Linked DNA regions of Mus musculus: region 1 is linked to region 2. A link is a contact called in public HiChIP or PLAC-seq data. All regions are on one chromosome and are shown on one strand. The core of a region is the stretch at or near the end of the contact, and the rest is flanking DNA. Distances in the headings are between cores, read along the strand shown. Region 1 holds the start of Dlgap4 (DLG associated protein 4). Region 2 holds the start of Norad (non-coding RNA activated by DNA damage).

Region 1 (3,817 bases), core at 873-3,372, 220 kb after region 2:
CCCAGCAGCCTCTCTGGCCTTTCCTGTCTCTCCCAGTCACTGTCCACGCCACAACCCTGCTCAAGAACCAGTATCGCATCCACTCCCTGTTCCCTTCCTAGACACTGCCTGACTTGTAACAAGAAGTATTATCACAATATAAATGTATCTGGTTTACAAATGTCTAGATAACAGCACAACAGGCACTTGAGACTGCACACTGTTTCAGGGACACTGAAGCCTCTACCACACTCCCATCACCTGTCCTCGGGGCCACTACTTGTCAAAATCTGCTATTCATCACTCCTGTGTGTATTCTTATATTACATATGCCAGTGTCCCCAAATAATGCATAGCCTTATGTTGTCTGTTTTCCAACTATGTGTCCGATTCTTCCAGCTGCAACTTGCTTTTTTAAAAATCCAATTACATATTATTATTATTATTATTGTTAATGTTATTATTATTTTAAAGATCATATTGAATTCAGGTGAAGCTCACAAGTCATGAAATCCATCTCTGAGTCCTCACAAGCCAAGTGTGGCTCTGTGACCCGTCCTAACAGATGTTTGAGGCTTGTGGCATGGGGACAGCCTTCTGTGGTCACTGTTTTACCCGGCTCCAGACAAACGGCTGTTTAGACTGTGATCAGCTTTTCACTTATAGTCAGTGCTGCTGTAAAGCCTCGGTGAACAAGGCCCTGAAACCCTTTTCTGAGGCCGGTCGACACCTGCTCATTTTAGCCAGCTACACAGTGCAAGGCCACTGTTCAGCCCTGCCAGAGGCTTCCGAATCCATAGAGGTCTTCTTAGCTACCCAAGGGAAGGGACCTTGTTCCTCTCCAGTGACAGCTGCCTGAACCTACAGTCCCTCCTCTCCTGCCCTTCACCCTCCTCTAGGACTCCAAACTGACCTTTCCTCTGCCTATCTTAGCCAGGAAGCCAATTCCTGCAGCATGGGTCATGGCAGATCTCCTCTGGGCCAGTAGCTGTAGTTGGTGGGAGTCCAAACAGCACAAACCCTGGGAGAAAGGGAAGGTTGGTTGTTTTTTTTTTTTTTTTTTTTTTTTTTTTTTGAAGGGAGGCATGGGTGGGCCAGTAGTGTGAGAAGCTGGTACATGAAATTGCTCTGGGTCTTGAGGGATGAGTAGGAGTTTGTCACTGAGAGATGGTGGGAGGGCATTGCAGGCTCAGGCAAGAGGAGAGGCTAGGACTAGAATAGTGGGGTAGAGATGTGAGGAGGGTGGGCAGGCAGTGGAAGAGAAGAAAGAGGCCTGGAGGAGCCTCAGTTGCATACCTAGTATTCTCCAGGGACAGCTGTGTGGGAGCCAGGGGAGGAGGCACATCCATTTGACACCTATTGAATGCCATGATCCAGTACGAAGAGCTTACCTCTATTCTTTATCTCTTCGGTTTCTTAAGGAGGTAGATGCTTATGTGGTCCCGATTGTGCGGGTAGAAAAACGAGCTCAGGGAGAAGCACGGACTATGGTCCGTGATCACAGAGCCCCCGTGAGAGGGAGGACAGGTGCCCGGCCACGAATTCCAGAGATGCGTTAGCCAGCCAGGTACTGCTGCCCAAAACAAGGGTTCTCCAGGAAGCGGGTCACCGGGAGGGGGCACCCGATCCTAGAGGCAAGAACCCTAACGGGAGAAAGAGGGGTGAGAAGAAGCCTGACTCCCGCAGCGAGACCCAGACCAGCCGCATCTTTCCCGTGCCTCAGTTTTCCTACCCCACAGTGAACGCAGCCAAAACACCTTCCTGCCGACCCACTCAATAACCCAGGTTTCCAAGTTCGCGCGCCACCGCGGCCAGCGCTGTGTAACCTCGCTCCGGTAGTCTGCCCTCTCTGGACGATCGGTCGCAGATTCCCAAGCGCTCTTTCCGCTACACACCCAGCGTCCGCAGCCGCGGTGCCCCTCCCCTCCCCTTCCCTTCCCCGGGCGGGCGGCGGGGGTGGCGCGCCGGGCCCCGAGCGGCCCCCGCGGTCCCCCGCAGCCCCGGGCCCCCGGCCTGATCCGCGCCTGGTTTTGGGCGCAGCCGCGCGGCCCCCTCCCCCGCGCGCGTCTCCCCGCCCCCCGCCCCCTCCCCGCCGCTCTCGGGGAGCCGGGGCCGCGCGGCTCCTCCTCCCGCAGCCGCATCTGGGGCGCCGCGCCGGCCGGAGGAGAGGCATGGGGCGCCCGCGGGCCGGGGCCGGGGCCGGGGCCTAGGCGAGCGAAGCTTAGAGCGAGCGGAACGAGCGAGCGAGCGGAGCGGGCGCAGCGCAGAGGCCGAGTGGACCGAGGCGGTCGAGCGCAGGGCGCAGGTGAGCGCGCGGGGGTGGCACGCGTCAAGACCCTCCTCCGAGGCTAGATCGGGGGCAGCCCCCAGCCGCGGGCAGACCCCGGGACAGATGCGCTCAGCGACGGGGTCTCCCGGATCCTCTGACGGGCAGTGGCGCCCGGGCCTGGGGACCGACGCGGGCCGGCCCCTCCGATGCTGTCGGCCCTTCCCTGGCCGGGGCGCAGGAGCGGTTCCCGGCCCTCCATCCGCAGGCGGCTGGCAGCGGCAGCCCCCTCCCAGCCGCGTGTCCGGGCGGCCGGGGCTTCCTTGCCTTCAGCCTGCCGCACGCTCGTACTCCCTTCCCGGGATCTCCCCGGGACCGGGCATCCGGGGAGGGGGCGGGCGACCCCGCGCCGCATCGCCCCCGGAGCGCTCGTCTGCCCGGGAGGGGCCGAGCGACCCTGGCACCTGGGCTGTGGGGGGGCCGCTCACATGGCCACGGGAGGCCCCCACGTGCGGCGCCCCGCGGGAACGGGGGTTCGCGTACAGAGCGGGTGGAGGATAGACCAGGTGGCTGCGGAGGCCAGCTGGGTCCAGATGTGCAGGGCCTGCTGGGAGGGGACATGTGCTACCTGGGCAAGTGATGGTCCCTGGGCCTCCTTGGGCAGAGCTTGCCTTGTCGGATTCCCCATCCAGCCCTTCATCCATCTCCTTTCTCGCGTTCTTCTATGCTGCCTGTGTTGCGGAAAGGGCTGTCACCGACTGTTGATGTTGTGGGGGAAAATGAAATGGGGGAAGGGTGGTGGGTAGGTGGGTGGGTGAAGGCCAGTTGTGGCGGAGATACCCAAAGGATGGGGAACCTTACGCTTGGAGGACTGTGCTGATGGGGGGGGGGGGAATGTCCCAGCACCTCCACCTGCTTGGAAGTAGAAAATGCAGAGGGGGAGGGGGCTGCAGTCCCCAGCCCTAAGGAGGCTGGACTGCCCCGCCTCTACTCTTGGCACCTCCTGTGCGGTGGGGGAGGGTCCGGTCCCTCTGCCTCTGTGGCTTCACCAGACAGGACCATGTCAGAATGCCTGTTGGAGGAGTCTGTGGAATTCTTCCCTCAGGTGGCTACCTCTCTCCCCTTCCTCTGGTATAGAAAACTGTGGGCTGCCTGGGCCAAGGGTGGTCCGAGGGGCCTGAGCCAGACTGTTAAGGACAGCGGGACTGGGTGGGGCCGCAGAGCTGGCTTCCGGGCTGATAGCCGAGGCTCGGGTTGGGGGGCCATCCTCCCCCTCAGCTGGGCTTCAGCGACTGCTCAACAAGCTCCGAGTATGTTCCCAGTAGCTTCTGACGATGCTGTCTGTGCACGTGGGGCAGGCGTGTGTGCCTGTGTCTGTATTGGGGTTGGGGTGGGATAGAGTGTGTGGGTTCTCCGGAAGCTGGGCAATGCCCGGTGTGCCTGTGAGTGGTGTCCGCGAAGCCCTCGTCCATTTAGGCCAGGTGGAGCTAGGCTGGGCACTGGAGAGGTAGGTGGGCAGGGCCCCGAGTCAAGAGAAAGTGTGGGGTAGGCAGGGCCTGATGACTGACTTAC
Region 2 (4,209 bases), core at 216-2,715:
TAAAAAAAAAAAAAAAAAAAAGTGTTGTTCTACTAACTCTACTTTGTCATACACTGGCAACCTCTTTAACATCTAGAGTGACTAGATGTTGTAAATTAGGACCCCTTTGTCCTTTACATACACTATGTACAAAGAAAAGCCAAACAAAATGGGATAGTGGGAGATAGTGGTTCCTTTCCACTCACGGACCACAGTAGCTTAGAGCTCTGGATTTCCTTCTGGGAACCAGGGCACAAACACAATGCGGTCAACTCAGGAGAGGTTTGGCTTTTCTTCTCCAAACAATAATTCAAATGAATCCTAACAAAAAGGTATTTACAGCATGTTTACTACTTATAAAATATGGCAGGCACTTCAGAGCAGCTAGAAAGACATTACCCCCAAAACCTGGCATTTTCAAACACACTCAAATACACACACACAGGCACACACGCAAACATGGTGTGGGGGGTAAGAAATGAGGACTAAAATGCATACACAATACAATAGGATAAAAAAGAGAGACACGTCTTCTTCACACGACCAATCTGGCTCCGGGCCTCTTCTTCCTCCTGCTGGATCCTCTAAGGTACTGAACAAACAGGGACGAGTGTCGCTCCTGGGTCTTTCTAGAGGCGGCCTAAACAATTCCATTTCAAAATCACTTGCAGAAGACGTGTCCACGATCTTCTTTTTATGGCGACTGGGTATTCACGTCATCTCCTACCTCTCCTTTACCCTGCGTCGGCAATCTCTACAGTTAGACGTCCAGATTTAGCCAGAAGTCTAAAAAGGGTCGGGGGAAAGGTTGAGAGCAGCTTTTTCATATTATATACACAGGACTTCTACGGCGACAGCGTTTCCGAATGGCCGCCTGCGGTTGTCGCGTCTCGGCTTCTCTCGGGTGGAGGGAAGACCCGCGGCCCAAGAATCGATCGTTCCTCTCGCCGTGATTCGGGGCCCCGCTCACCTTCGTCCAGGCCCATCGAGGCCTCGGTTCATCCAGGTCTGCGTGCTCGGCCACGGGTGGGCCTCCCGTCCCGAGCCGGCGATGGCAGAGTGTTCTTGCTCAGACCCGCCGCCTTAGGCCGCAGAAGCCCCGAAGGCCCAGCCTTGGCCTTCAGGTGGATGCCATTCTTCCCGTCATGCCACGCTCGCCGCCACTTTCGAGGCGTCCTCGAAGGCCTGGCTGGGACTCCTCGGTGGGCCCGGCCCTGGAGAGAGGGCGCCGGTGGAGTCGGGGAGGCCGCCGCCATGCAGGCGCATCGTTGGCAGGGCAAGAGTCGCTGCGGAATGGCCGCGTGGCCTAGCCGGTGGCTGCCTCGAGGGCGAGGGCTCCTGGCGTCCGCAGAGTAGGGACCGAGGCTGCTCCCGGGCCCCTCGGGCTCACCCGGCGCGGGCCGAGGCCGTGAGGGGCCCGGGGCGAAGAAGGCCACACTCCCGAGCTCGCTGCGCTCTCTGCCGGAACTGACTTGGCAATTCTTCTCGCCCAGGCTGGAGCGGCACCGGAAGCCCGCAAAAACACCACCGGAGAGCTAACGTTTCCCCAACTGCAAGGTTCCGGCCGGGAGCGGGGGGGGGGGGGGGGGGGGGGAGCCTGGGGTTGGGGGCGGGGGTCTTTTTTTCTTTAAGTCTCTTTACATCTTTTGTAGAGACTAGAAGGCCAAGGGGAGAATAAAAGGCCAAAAGTGAAAAAGAAAAAAAGAAAAAGCCCACACTAGCAGTCCCAGCAATTTGTGATACATTATAAAAATAATTATAGGCAAACGCCTAAGGGCCTGAAGTACTACACTAGTCTCACTAGAAGTGGTGTTATAAACTAATTACCTAGTAAGATAGTGAACTGCTTGCCTCTTATCTACTCAAATACAACCCCATAGAATTTATTATTCCATGAGGCTAAGAAGGCAAATCGGACCCCTCCCCCCACATCACCCCTCTCACAGTTTCTGTCCACGGTGGTGTGTGTGTGTGTGCGTGTGTCTGTCTGTCTGCCTGCCTGTCTGTTTCTGTCTATCTGTGTCTGTGTAAAAGTTTTAGATGCCCTGGAACTGGAATTATAGACAGCTGAGCTGAGCCATCTCTCCAGTCCCCTGGAACAAAGTCTTGAAGGAGGCAAGGGATAACATAGTCTCACAGAGTGTGTGTAAAGAGCCTCCCTAACAGAAGAGAACAGCAAACAGTTAACAGGCTATGAAATGGACCACATAGGCCTTACCTGCTCCACAAAGAGCTAAGGCCAGGGAAGAGAGGAGGGTTGGATCTGGTCAATGAATACAAGACAGAAATGAGAGCCACTGAAGGGCTTTGAGATGTGCCATGAAAGTCAGCGGAATCAGGGACAAGGTCAGAGATGAGAGCCCTTACAGCAGATGGTGACGTATGGTATACAGTAGTTCTCCTGACCCTGGGTTCCCTTTTTCGTTTCAGCTACCCAGAGGTGAACTGCTTCCCAGAAACACTAAGTGGATAATTTCCCAAATAGTCACTGTGTACGTTTTACATTGCCCATAGTCCATGATGCCCCATACCATCCTTCCAGGATGTAATGTGTGCTGTTGTTTACTGCTTCCACTCACTGGTCAGTTAGTCACTCTCTCAGTTATCCGACTGACTATGATCAAACCACACAGCAAGTTCCAGGTTGGCCAAGGCTGTGTAATAAGCACTCTTCTGCCCCACAAAACATGCCAATGGCAACACTATCCTTGGGCCTGGAGAGATGGCTCAGCAGTTAGTGCTTGCTCTATCAGTGGACTAGAGTTTGGATCCCAGCACCTACATCAGGAAGCACAAGATGCCTGTAACTATAAGGAATCCAAAGCCCCTTTAGCTTCTGTTAAAACGCACACTCACATACGCACACGCACGAAAACACAAACACACATGTGGGCTGGAGAGATGGCTCAGCAGTTAAGAGCACTGTCTGTTCTTCCAAAGGTCTTGAGTTCAATCCCCAGCTACCACAGGGTGGCTCACAACCATCTATAAATGGGATCTGATGCCCTCTTCTGGCATACAGGTGTACATGCAGATAGAGCACTCATACATAAAATAAACAAATTTTTAAAAAAAGACAGAATAAAATGTCATAAAATCATTTTTTATTTAATTATGGTTCCAAAGTACAATGCTATAGTGGTTTTAGCAAATTGGACATCACAAAAAAAGCTATGAAGTGCTTCCTTCAGTGAAAAAGATGAACTTTTCTATTTAGTAAGGAAAGAAAAAAACGTGTATGTTGAGAATGATGAGCTCTATAGTAAGTATAGCCCTCCCTGACAACTGTGCTGAGGGTGGAGCCCACAGCCATGGGCATGCTTAGGATTTGCTCTGCCACTGAGCCACCTCTAGCCTAAGCTTACGACTCTTGATGTAAACACACACAGGATCCCAGTCAGAAAGGCCTTTCTGATGAGAAGCTGCAAGAAGACCACAGACTCTTGTCTACGGTAGATGACCAAGGGCCTGAGACAGGGGAATGACTGGAGGGCTAGAAAACTGAAGCAAAGGTCTCTAGCATTGCAAAAGAAGTGCCTGCCAGACTTAGCACCTGCAGAGCAGGAGTGATCCCATGGGGGAGGGTTTCAGACATGAAGGAGGGCTGGGCGGATAAGTGGGCACAGTGACATATCAAGGAATCAGCCATTGTGGTCCCTTTACTGCACTCTGGCTTCCCCCACAGCCAAGCTAGCTGGTATTCCTGGCACCCAGAGACAGCAGTGATACACATTTCCCGCTTTCTTTCAGTGATGATTTCTTAAACAATTTATTTTTATGCACTTTATATGCATTGGTGTTTTACCTGCATGCACGTCTGTGTGAGGGTGTTGTATCCCCTGGAACAGGAGTTACAGACAGGAGCTGCCATGTAGGTGCTGGAAATTAAACCTGGGTCCTCTTAAAGAACAGCCTTAATTGTTAAGCCATCTCTCCAGCCACTTTGTTGATTCTTTTAGACAGGATCTCATCACTATATTGTCCTGGCTAGCCAGGAACTCACTATGTAAACCAGACCGACTTTGAACTCACAGAGATCTACTCGAGGCTGTCTCCCAAGTGCCGGGCTTGTGCTAACACACACCCAGCAGGGCTTCATATGCAGATGTATTCATTGGGCATGTACTCTGGGCCAGGCACCTTAATAACTGAAGACTTTATTTTTGTTGTCTTACTTGATTTGCAAAGCAATCCTGTGAGGTATGTTGTATTACTCTCCTTACAGATAGG

Evidence for each region. HiChIP or PLAC-seq counts read pairs in DNA pulled down with a chosen protein or histone mark.
Region 1: an H3K4me3 HiChIP or PLAC-seq map of embryonic stem cells shows a contact between it and region 2, with 12 read pairs. The contact joins the promoter of Dlgap4 here to the promoter of Norad in region 2. A contact is called at or near these places in 4 of 39 promoter capture datasets (HPC-7-derived erythroid cells, embryonic stem cells, liver and 1 more) and 1 of 115 datasets of contacts at active chromatin or transcription factors (embryonic stem cells).

What each region holds. Positions count from the first base shown.
Region 1 is chr2:156,611,575-156,615,391 of GRCm38.p6, forward strand. It overlaps Dlgap4 (DLG associated protein 4), which reads left to right and starts at 2,123. Exons shown (of 13, transcript NM_146128.6): 1 at 2,123-2,284. Gm14169 (predicted gene 14169) reads right to left here and starts at 1,848. Exons shown (of 4, transcript NR_040372.1): 1 at 1,712-1,848; 2 at 1,371-1,622; 3 at 893-1,000.
Region 2 is chr2:156,391,514-156,395,722 of GRCm38.p6, forward strand. It overlaps Norad (non-coding RNA activated by DNA damage), which reads right to left and starts at 1,466. Exons shown (of 1, transcript NR_024329.1): 1 at 1-1,466. The region is part of intron 2 of Gm14170 (a long non-coding RNA gene); the gene reads right to left.